2 separate regions of the Mus musculus genome follow, and region 1 is linked to region 2. A link is a contact called in public HiChIP or PLAC-seq data. All regions are on one chromosome and are shown on one strand. The core of a region is the stretch at or near the end of the contact, and the rest is flanking DNA. Distances in the headings are between cores, read along the strand shown.

The links. HiChIP or PLAC-seq counts read pairs in DNA pulled down with a chosen protein or histone mark.
Region 1: an H3K27ac HiChIP or PLAC-seq map of bone marrow-derived dendritic cells shows a contact between it and region 2, with 4 times the contacts expected there. The contact joins two enhancer-like sites. A contact is called at or near these places in 1 of 39 promoter capture datasets (liver) and 2 of 115 datasets of contacts at active chromatin or transcription factors (bone marrow-derived dendritic cells and memory CD8 T cells).

What each region holds. Positions count from the first base shown.
Region 1 is chr7:126,133,518-126,137,648 of GRCm38.p6, reverse strand. The region is part of intron 9 of Xpo6 (exportin 6); the gene reads left to right. Among named protein-coding and RNA genes, the nearest start is that of Gm30807, 36 kb to the right of the region's middle. Within about 2 kb of position 2,043, at least 94 of the 459 cell types and tissues checked have an H3K27ac peak or open chromatin away from gene starts, as enhancers often do. A contact at or near this core is called in bone marrow-derived dendritic cells, where this site is marked.
Region 2 is chr7:125,591,833-125,595,985 of GRCm38.p6, reverse strand. No RefSeq gene overlaps it. Among named protein-coding and RNA genes, the nearest start is that of Il21r, 9.5 kb to the left of the region's middle. Within about 2 kb of position 1,980, at least 60 of the 459 cell types and tissues checked have an H3K27ac peak or open chromatin away from gene starts, as enhancers often do. A contact at or near this core is called in bone marrow-derived dendritic cells, where this site is marked.

The DNA of each region.
Region 1 (4,131 bases), core at 794-3,293, 540 kb before region 2:
CTTAGTGGCATATCTTCTATGTGTACATTACTTCTAACCATAATAGTGGAGGTAGTGAAGACCCTTCCCCAGAATTATGCCAAATTGAAGGAGGTAGATATTTTCTCCTGGGAAGAGAGGATGTAGTAGGTCTCTAGGACTCTTTTCACTGCTAAGGTTTTCTGGATTTTTAAATTAAATACTAAAATTTCAAGTTTAAAATTTTGTTCTTTCATTTGCAAACATTCTTTGATTACAGAATAACTTCTGAGTTGCTTTACTGTCAGGTCAAATGAAGTCATGGCTGGAGAGTGTGTTCATGCAGCATAAACCTTAATACAGAATAGTAGGTCCAGTAAGGTTACCGACTTTGACAGTTGCATTTTGAACGTGATTCTTCAAAGAAAAGCTATTAAATCAAAATTTGTTTCTTGTCCTCCAAATAGGCATGCCCTGGGATTGTACCTCACTCTCTTGTGTTCAGTGATATAGATATTTTTTTATATTGTAGAGTTTTGGAGAATGAAGTGTAAAAGTGATTAACAGGAAAATAGTCTTTAAATCACAGAACACACAAGAGGTATGGGGGATGTAACACCACAAAGGAGATTGCTAGTATTAAAAGTACAGGTTCCTGGAGAGTTTGTACCAGTAGGTGGGACAGTGATAGAGGGAGTTTAAATGCCTCTTCTGCTTCAAGGATTTCTTTTGGTCAGGTGCAAGGCTGTCAATTTTCTGCCCACACAATGGATATCTTGCAGGAGGGTTAGGATTTTGGAAGTCATGCACATAAAACATGGACACAGTTGAGCTGAATATTAAACACTAATGCTTACAGTGATGATGATGAAGAAAAGAAATAATGAAATGCTGCTGCCACATGGTTGCTGATCATGGACAGCTAAAGGCCTTTACCACCTGCCATCTGATAACACAATGCTCAGGAATTCTGGCTGGCTCCTTTAAATGCTAGGAAATTTTTCTCATTGATAAACTTAATTTTTCATTAAAGATATATTTTTATTTGTGTGTGTGTGTGTGTGTGTGTGAGAGAGAGAGAGAGAGAGAGAGAGAGAGAGAGAATATTTAATTGTATGCCATTACAATTACAATTAATTGTATGGGTATAGGTACCCATAGAAACTAGAAGAGGGTTCAGATCCTCCCAGAACTAGAGTTCCCGGGAGTTGTAAGCCACTCTGTGTTGGTGCTAGGAAACAAAATCAGGTGCTCTTCTAAGAGCAGAACCATTCTTAACGTCTGAGCCATTTCTCTAGACTCGTTGCTTTTTTTTTTTTGTCATAATTATTTAGTTAATATAGTAATATAAATTTTGGATTTATAAGTTTAAAAGTCTCACCATCATTACAAGTTTCTGGTTTTAAGGTCTAGAATCTCTTTCCAATTCAGAGTCTCTTAACTGTGAGCTCCTATAAAATAATAAATAATTTGCTGATTTTTTTATTCTGCACATAGTAGTGATTTAATTTTTAAATATTTATATGTACACCCACCCACCCACACACACACACCTTTAGCAAAGCAGAAAAAGGAAATCCTCAAAGCTGGTCTGATTTCTGTTAAACGGTAGCCACCTCCTCGGACCTGTTTTTCGTACTTAACTCTCTTCTGTAGTTAAAGGAGTGTAGTGAAAGAACAGCCCCAAGATAGTCCACGTGTATGTACAAAGGAAGGACACTGACCCTCACTCTGTGTCAGTCCGTACACTATACATCTCTACAACAGATTGTGAGTGCAAAGCTTCTCAGTGAAGGGTTTGAAGGTTTAGGAATCACTCCTGCCTAGTGTCTCAGAGATGAGATGTGTTACAGGAGTAGCTGATAAAGAACATTAGTGCTGGTAATTATTGTACTTATTTTTACTGTGAGCATGAAATGTGATCGGATGTTGGTCATCTAATAACAACACAGGCATACTTTTAGAATCACACTTGTGACTTAAGCCAGAACTTCAAAACGACTGATTGAGCTATAGGAAGTAGTCAGAAATTGTTTTCTTGGTGTCTCAAATGGGAAACATAGGTGTGGTTAAGTCACAAAGATAGTACTCAGTTCCTATCCTTGTGGTTTTTGAGTTTTGCATCATTTGTTACAACAAAGTTGCATTGTAGGGTACAGACTTTGAAGCACAAATGTACTGAGATTTATTTGTGTTTCTAGGAGCTTGGAAATGAACATGTTGGAAACAGCATGTTTCTTGTTCATTGAGAATATTCAAGTTTCTGGCTAATTGCTGGTGGGACTTCAGGACACAGATAAATGCCTGTATTAGAGTTGTGGATGGAATTGATTGTCCTGCTCCTCAGCTAGAGGTAGTAGCATTGAGAGCCCATATCTCAGGTCCCATTTGTTCCTTTGTTTTGGGAGTGGTTATATCTTCCTCACACTGTGGATGAAAGCCCTGAGCCAGCATGTGGGGCCTTGGCTTGCAGTTGGTGCTCCCTGAGAAAGTTCTTGCTGCCTGTTCACCCCTTTCTCTTTCTCTTCTACGGGGCCAGGCATTTGTGTAGAAACTTGGGTTTTACAGAAAGAGGAAGAAACCAGTGTGTGAAGCAACCTAAGTTATTGTGTCATGTTCTGTGAACTCTTTTGTCACAAGAGTGCTGACTGGTAAGTGCTGACTACAGAGCAGCTCAGGAATTTGAGCATCATTAACTTAGACTGTTAGCCAGTTAGCTCCTTCAGGGAGGTGTTTATGCACTAGTTATTATTTCATGGAGAGGGAAACATCATGGAGGATTTGTATCAGTCCCTTGCGGTTACTCATGTGAACACTGTCTAGTCTCTGTGTGCTGACTCATTTCCATGCTCTTGGCTTTTTTGTATTTACTTTTTAGATGCTTTAACTTGGCTAGTTTTGTCTAGCTGAGTTTATGTCGACTAGGGCTTTTCTCCATTTTTACATATACACATTGTTCTAAAGGTTTTTGTGTGTATTAGTGTTGGTCGGTTTATATCTTCTGGAACTGAAGTTACTGACAGTTGTTAGTTACTGTGTGAATGCTGGCAACTGAACCTGGGTCCTGTACAAGAGCAGCAAGGCCTTCTTAACTGTTGAGCTGTCTCCCCAGCCCAACATATGTACATTCAATACTATAAATTTACCCCTAAGTCCTACTTCAAATCTATCAAGAATTTTCTATATACCATGTCACTTAAATTATTATCAAATTTCACTTTAAAACCTCTTTATCTAATCTCCAAATATTTGGGAGTTTTCCATATATCTTTGTTAGTGTTTTCCAGTTCAGTTTTGTGTTCTGCCTCTAGTTGTATGATTTTCATCAGTTCTTTAAAATTTCTCAAGGGGCTGGAGAGATGGCTTGACAGTTAAGAATATTGACTATTCTTTCAGAGGACCTGAGTTTGCTTCCCAGCACTCACAGTGGCTCACAACAATCTATAACTTTGGTTTTAGGACATCTGAGCTCTATTCTGGCCTCCTCAGGTACCAGGCATGCAGGTGGTAGACAACATAAATGCGGGCAGAATATTCAGGCATAGAATGAAATTAAACCATTTGTGCTCAGAGGGGCCTCTTTTTCATGAGGACAGCAATGCTGCTGGTTAAGATCTAAACTCAACCCTTCTTACCTTTCTATAGATCCAGTCCCAAATAAAGTCACACTGAGGCAGTTCTTTTACATATGGGTTGGGGTGAGGAGAGACACAGCACAGTTCAGCACTTTCCATCTGAAGAACCTCACAGAGGATCGCTTCTGTAGTGTTAGTGACTGCTGACTAACATGGCATTGGCACCTGCTGATTGTCTTTCTCATGGGAAAGGCAGCTGGAGGGATTCCTTAGACAGCAGGACTCCGCCAGTGAGCATGAGCAGTGGAGAGGAGAGGTGAGGTCCTATTGCCTTAATCACCATTTTCTTGCTGAGAAGACACCATGATCAAAAGCAATGTGGAGGAGAAGGCTTATTTCAGCTTATAGTTCCACATCACACCATATCATGGAGGGAAAGCACGGCAGGAGCTGATGAAGAGAAATGCTGCTTACTGGCTTGCTCTCATGACTTACATAGCCTGCTTCTTATGCACCATGACCACCTGCCTGGGGTGGTACTACCCAAAGTGAGCTGGTTTTCCTATGTCAATCATTAATTAATAAAATACCCATAGAC
Region 2 (4,153 bases), core at 731-3,230:
TGAAGGTCAAGCCTTGAGTAGATGGGCCTTGGGGACATTCAAATCCTAACATTGGTTCGTTCTTGCTTGCTTTCTGATCTCTTTTGTGAGTTCTGCTGTGACCTGCTGGCTGATTAGGAGTGTGACTTTTAACTTCCATACAGCTGTATACTTGCCATTGATATCCAGATTTCTTTTCACTGTAGTCAGAAAAGACAGTGTAATCTCTCTCTCTCTCTCTCTCTCTCTCTCTCTCTCTCTCTCTCTCTCTCTCTTTCTCTCTCTCTCTCTCTCTCTCCCTCTCTCTCTCTCTCCCTCCTTTTTTTCCTTTTTCTGGACAGGGTTTTTCTTTGTAGTCCTGAGTCCTAGCTGTCCTGTAACTTGCTATATAGATCAGGCTAGCCTCTAACTCACAGAGGTCTACCTGCCTCTGCCTCCCCATTGCTGGAAGTAAAGTGGGTACCACCACACCTGGAAATTTCACTCTTCTTAAGTCCATTGTCTTAGTTACTTTTCTATTGCTGTGAAGAGACATGACTAGTTGCATGACCAAGGCAACTAGTAGAAGAGTGCATTGAAGCCGAAAGTTCCAGAGATTGAGTCCATAAGTACATCGGTGGGGAGCATGGCAGGAATAGGTGTGGAACCTGAGCAGCAGCTGAGAGCTCACATCTGATCAGAAAACACAGGCAGAGAGAGAGAGAGAGAGAGAGAGAGAGAGAGAGAGAGAGAGAGAGAGAGAGAGAGAGAGAGAGAGCTAACTGAGAACAGCATCGGCTTTTGAAACCCCACAGCCCACCTACCAGTGATAGGCCACACCTCCTAATTCCTCTGATCCTCCGCAAACAGTTCTACTCCCTGGTGACTCTATAGTTGGAAGAATGGCACTGAAGCTGCAAAGTATTATGATATAACACCTTGGGTTCCAATATTGGGTGAGTATGCATATGGATATTATACATTCACCATGAGTTTACATGTAACCTGTTTATCTTTTGAATTTTTTTTTCTTAAGCCTGTACATAGTATAACTACTCAGTGCTCTTGGGTTTTCTTTGCATAACATGTCCCCTTAAATTCTTTCACTTTAAACTATATGCATCTTGTAGACAACATATAGCTGGGTCATGCTTTTTGTTGTTCTTGTGTTTTTTTGTTTGTTTGTTTTTTTTTTTTTTTTTTTGAGGCAGGGTTCTCTTGTGGCTGTGATTGTTCTGGATTCTGTAGACCAGGCTGGCCTCAAACTCAGAGATCCATCTGCCTCTGCCTTCCAAGTGCTGGGATTAAAGGTGTGTGCTGCCACGTCCAGCTTGCGCATTTGTCTTTTAAATTGTATGGGAAACAAAGACTGTTGAGAAAAAACACAAAGTCTGCTGTAGTTGATCACACCTATAGCACTTGGGAAGCTGAGGCAGAAGGATTGTCCTAAGTTCAAGGACAGCCTGGGTGATGAATGAGTTCTAGACCAGAGTGAGCTGGAGGGAGCCTTCCATGGTGTTTGTGTAAGTTATATCTGTCTTCTGGCTTTCTTAAGGTTCAGATCTACTACTCTACTTCAACTTTAATTCTGGATGAATTTACCAACCAGTCATCAAACAGACCAGCATCTAGGAGTGCCGGCTCACTGGAGAGTCTACTGTGGGGAGAGGGTTTCAAAGCTCTGATGCACTTGTATCATCTTCTCAAATCACATCCATGTTGTTTCAGAGTCTGATATAAGCCGGGTATGAGGGAGGACAGCAGGATGAAAGAGAAGGGAGGTGGTGAGGATGGGGGTCTGGGGCGACCTGGAAAGAATGATACAGAGGGCAAGAGGGCAGAGGCTGAGTCCAGACTCAGCTCCTGAACAAGCCCCAGGCATGTGTGACTGCAATGGCCAATTCTGGGAATGATGAGGGCCTAGTGTGGGCGGACCTGCGGCTATGAGAATGAGAGGAAGTGGTAGAGCTGGGAGGGGCCTCCCACAGGGGTGGGACTCAGTAGTCATGTATGATGACTCCAGTGAGGAGGAGGAAGACCTGGGCTGAGGACTTGAGGCTCTTGGAGATCATCAGGCCAAGAGGGCCAGGGCTGATGAAAGGGAGAGGAGCCACAAAAGAATGCCAAGCTCCAGAAACCAGCCTGTGCTGTGGGCTAAAACTGTTACTACGGCTGCTCACCACCTCCTGGCCACAGACTTGCTTCCTTTTTAAAATGGCTGAAGTCCTCAGTGATCCTTGAGAGGACCTGCTGGAGGTTGTGGGGCTCAGCCTCTGTACTCTTGGTAATGCCATGTGGATAGGCCATTCCACCTAGGCAGGTCTGCCAACCAACCTTCACCATGAAGCTATCCTGGGCATCCTCAGGTCTAGCCTTCCTTGGCCATGCTCCCACCATTGGCTGTGAGAAACAGAAGTGTCTCCAAATATCTTAAGGTCCCCTGGACACCCAAATATCCCCCAGGCTAAAGACCACAGATTCTGGTGAGACTCACCCAGGGTAAGCATGCCGGTGTTAGAACAGCTAGAAGGCTGGAGGAGCAATGGAGGTGGGGCTAGGGTTCTGTGCACAGGGACCAGTACTTTACCTGCTCCTGGGGTCAGGCTCAAGGGTACCGAGGGGAGGGGTGGAACTGGCCCCAGAATGCTCGTGGCACTATCTTTGACACCTGCTTTCTGTCACCACAATAGCCTCACTTGTTAAGAATTACTGCTGTTTCTATGTATCTATAACACGTCCCCCAAAACCACAGCCACCACCTGAGCTAAGCCACCAGGATGCCTGCCAAGGTGACAAAAATGGACTCTCTTTGACCTCTGGGCCTCTTCTACCAAAATGTACTGTTCTCACTGCAGCTAGTGTTGTTTCTACAGAAGATGTGGGATCAGTGCTTGTCTGTGGCTGAGCTTCCAAAGCTTGCTCTGCATCTGCACACTGAGCATACATCCCTCTGGGGATCCCAGCCCCTCACCTTCTCTCTCCTCTCCTTGTCCATGCTTCTCTAGGCTCCTACACAAGGCTGCTGTGGTCCCTCCCCCTCGACACTGGGTGTTTGTGAGGCTTGTTCCTGTACTTCATTCATCCTGTGGTCAAAAGTCCCTTCGTTATCACGGTCCTCCCAGCTACCACCTGAGATCTAGGTGTTTCTCCAGCTCCTCTTCTGCCAGACCTGACTGGCGCCAAGGTCATGCAAGCCACACTGTGTGTCCCTGTGGTATCCTTGACTGCACTTGACTCCACTTCATTCGAACAGGGGCATTTTTCCTGTCCCATGTGGCAGTGCACCCATAGTGGCGCCTGGTACCAAAGTAGTTCCCAGCCCCATGTGTGGCCACCAGCTCCTTGCTACTAATCCCCTTGGCGTTCTGTGTCCTCATAGGTACTCAGCTTCCTCGGCCTCTGCCCAGAGGATGACCCTGCCATCTCCTGGAAGATGATTTCCTCTTTGTGTTTCCACTTAGATACCTACCACCTCCCCTGGGAAGTTCTCCTGCTCACCACATAAGGACGTTTATCCTCCTCCATGCTTACACTGCCCCATCTTGTTATGAACGTACCAAGCTCTCCTTGCTCATCCCTCTTGACCTCAAGGTCCAGTGGGCAGTGACCAGCCTCAGAGCCCAGGGCACAGAGCTAAGTCAGGAGAGTTGCAAGAATCAATGGAGGGTTAATACCCGTGGGTTCCTTTCTCAGCATCTTGGCTCCTTTTCAATTTACAAATGTTCCTGGCTCTTCCAGTTTTATCACCATTAGTGAAAGAACAGGCTCAACAATGGGCACCCCCAGCACCTCCCCACATGGACTCAGCTCAGAGTCTCCTACTTTGGGGAGATGGAGTCAGATGTTTAAAAAAAAATAGGAGGATGAGGAGACAAGGAAGAAAGAAAAACTTGTATGCTCCGCAAATAAGCACTGACTGCTTAAGCCCAATGGCTTGGTGACTTGAGTTTATGCCCAGAACCCACTGGGGAAGAGCGGAACTGACTCCAGGAAGCCATCCTTTGACCTCTGCCACTATGCAGTGGCACGTGATCATAATAAAGAAAAATTCATTAAAAAACTTTTTTTTTAGCTAGTTTTCAAAATGTGTATATGATGTGTGCAACACCCAAGTGACAGGGGCAGAGAGCATGCATTGAGCACTTACTGTATACCCGGTGCTAGTATCTTATTTATCCCCTCTGCAAACAGCTGT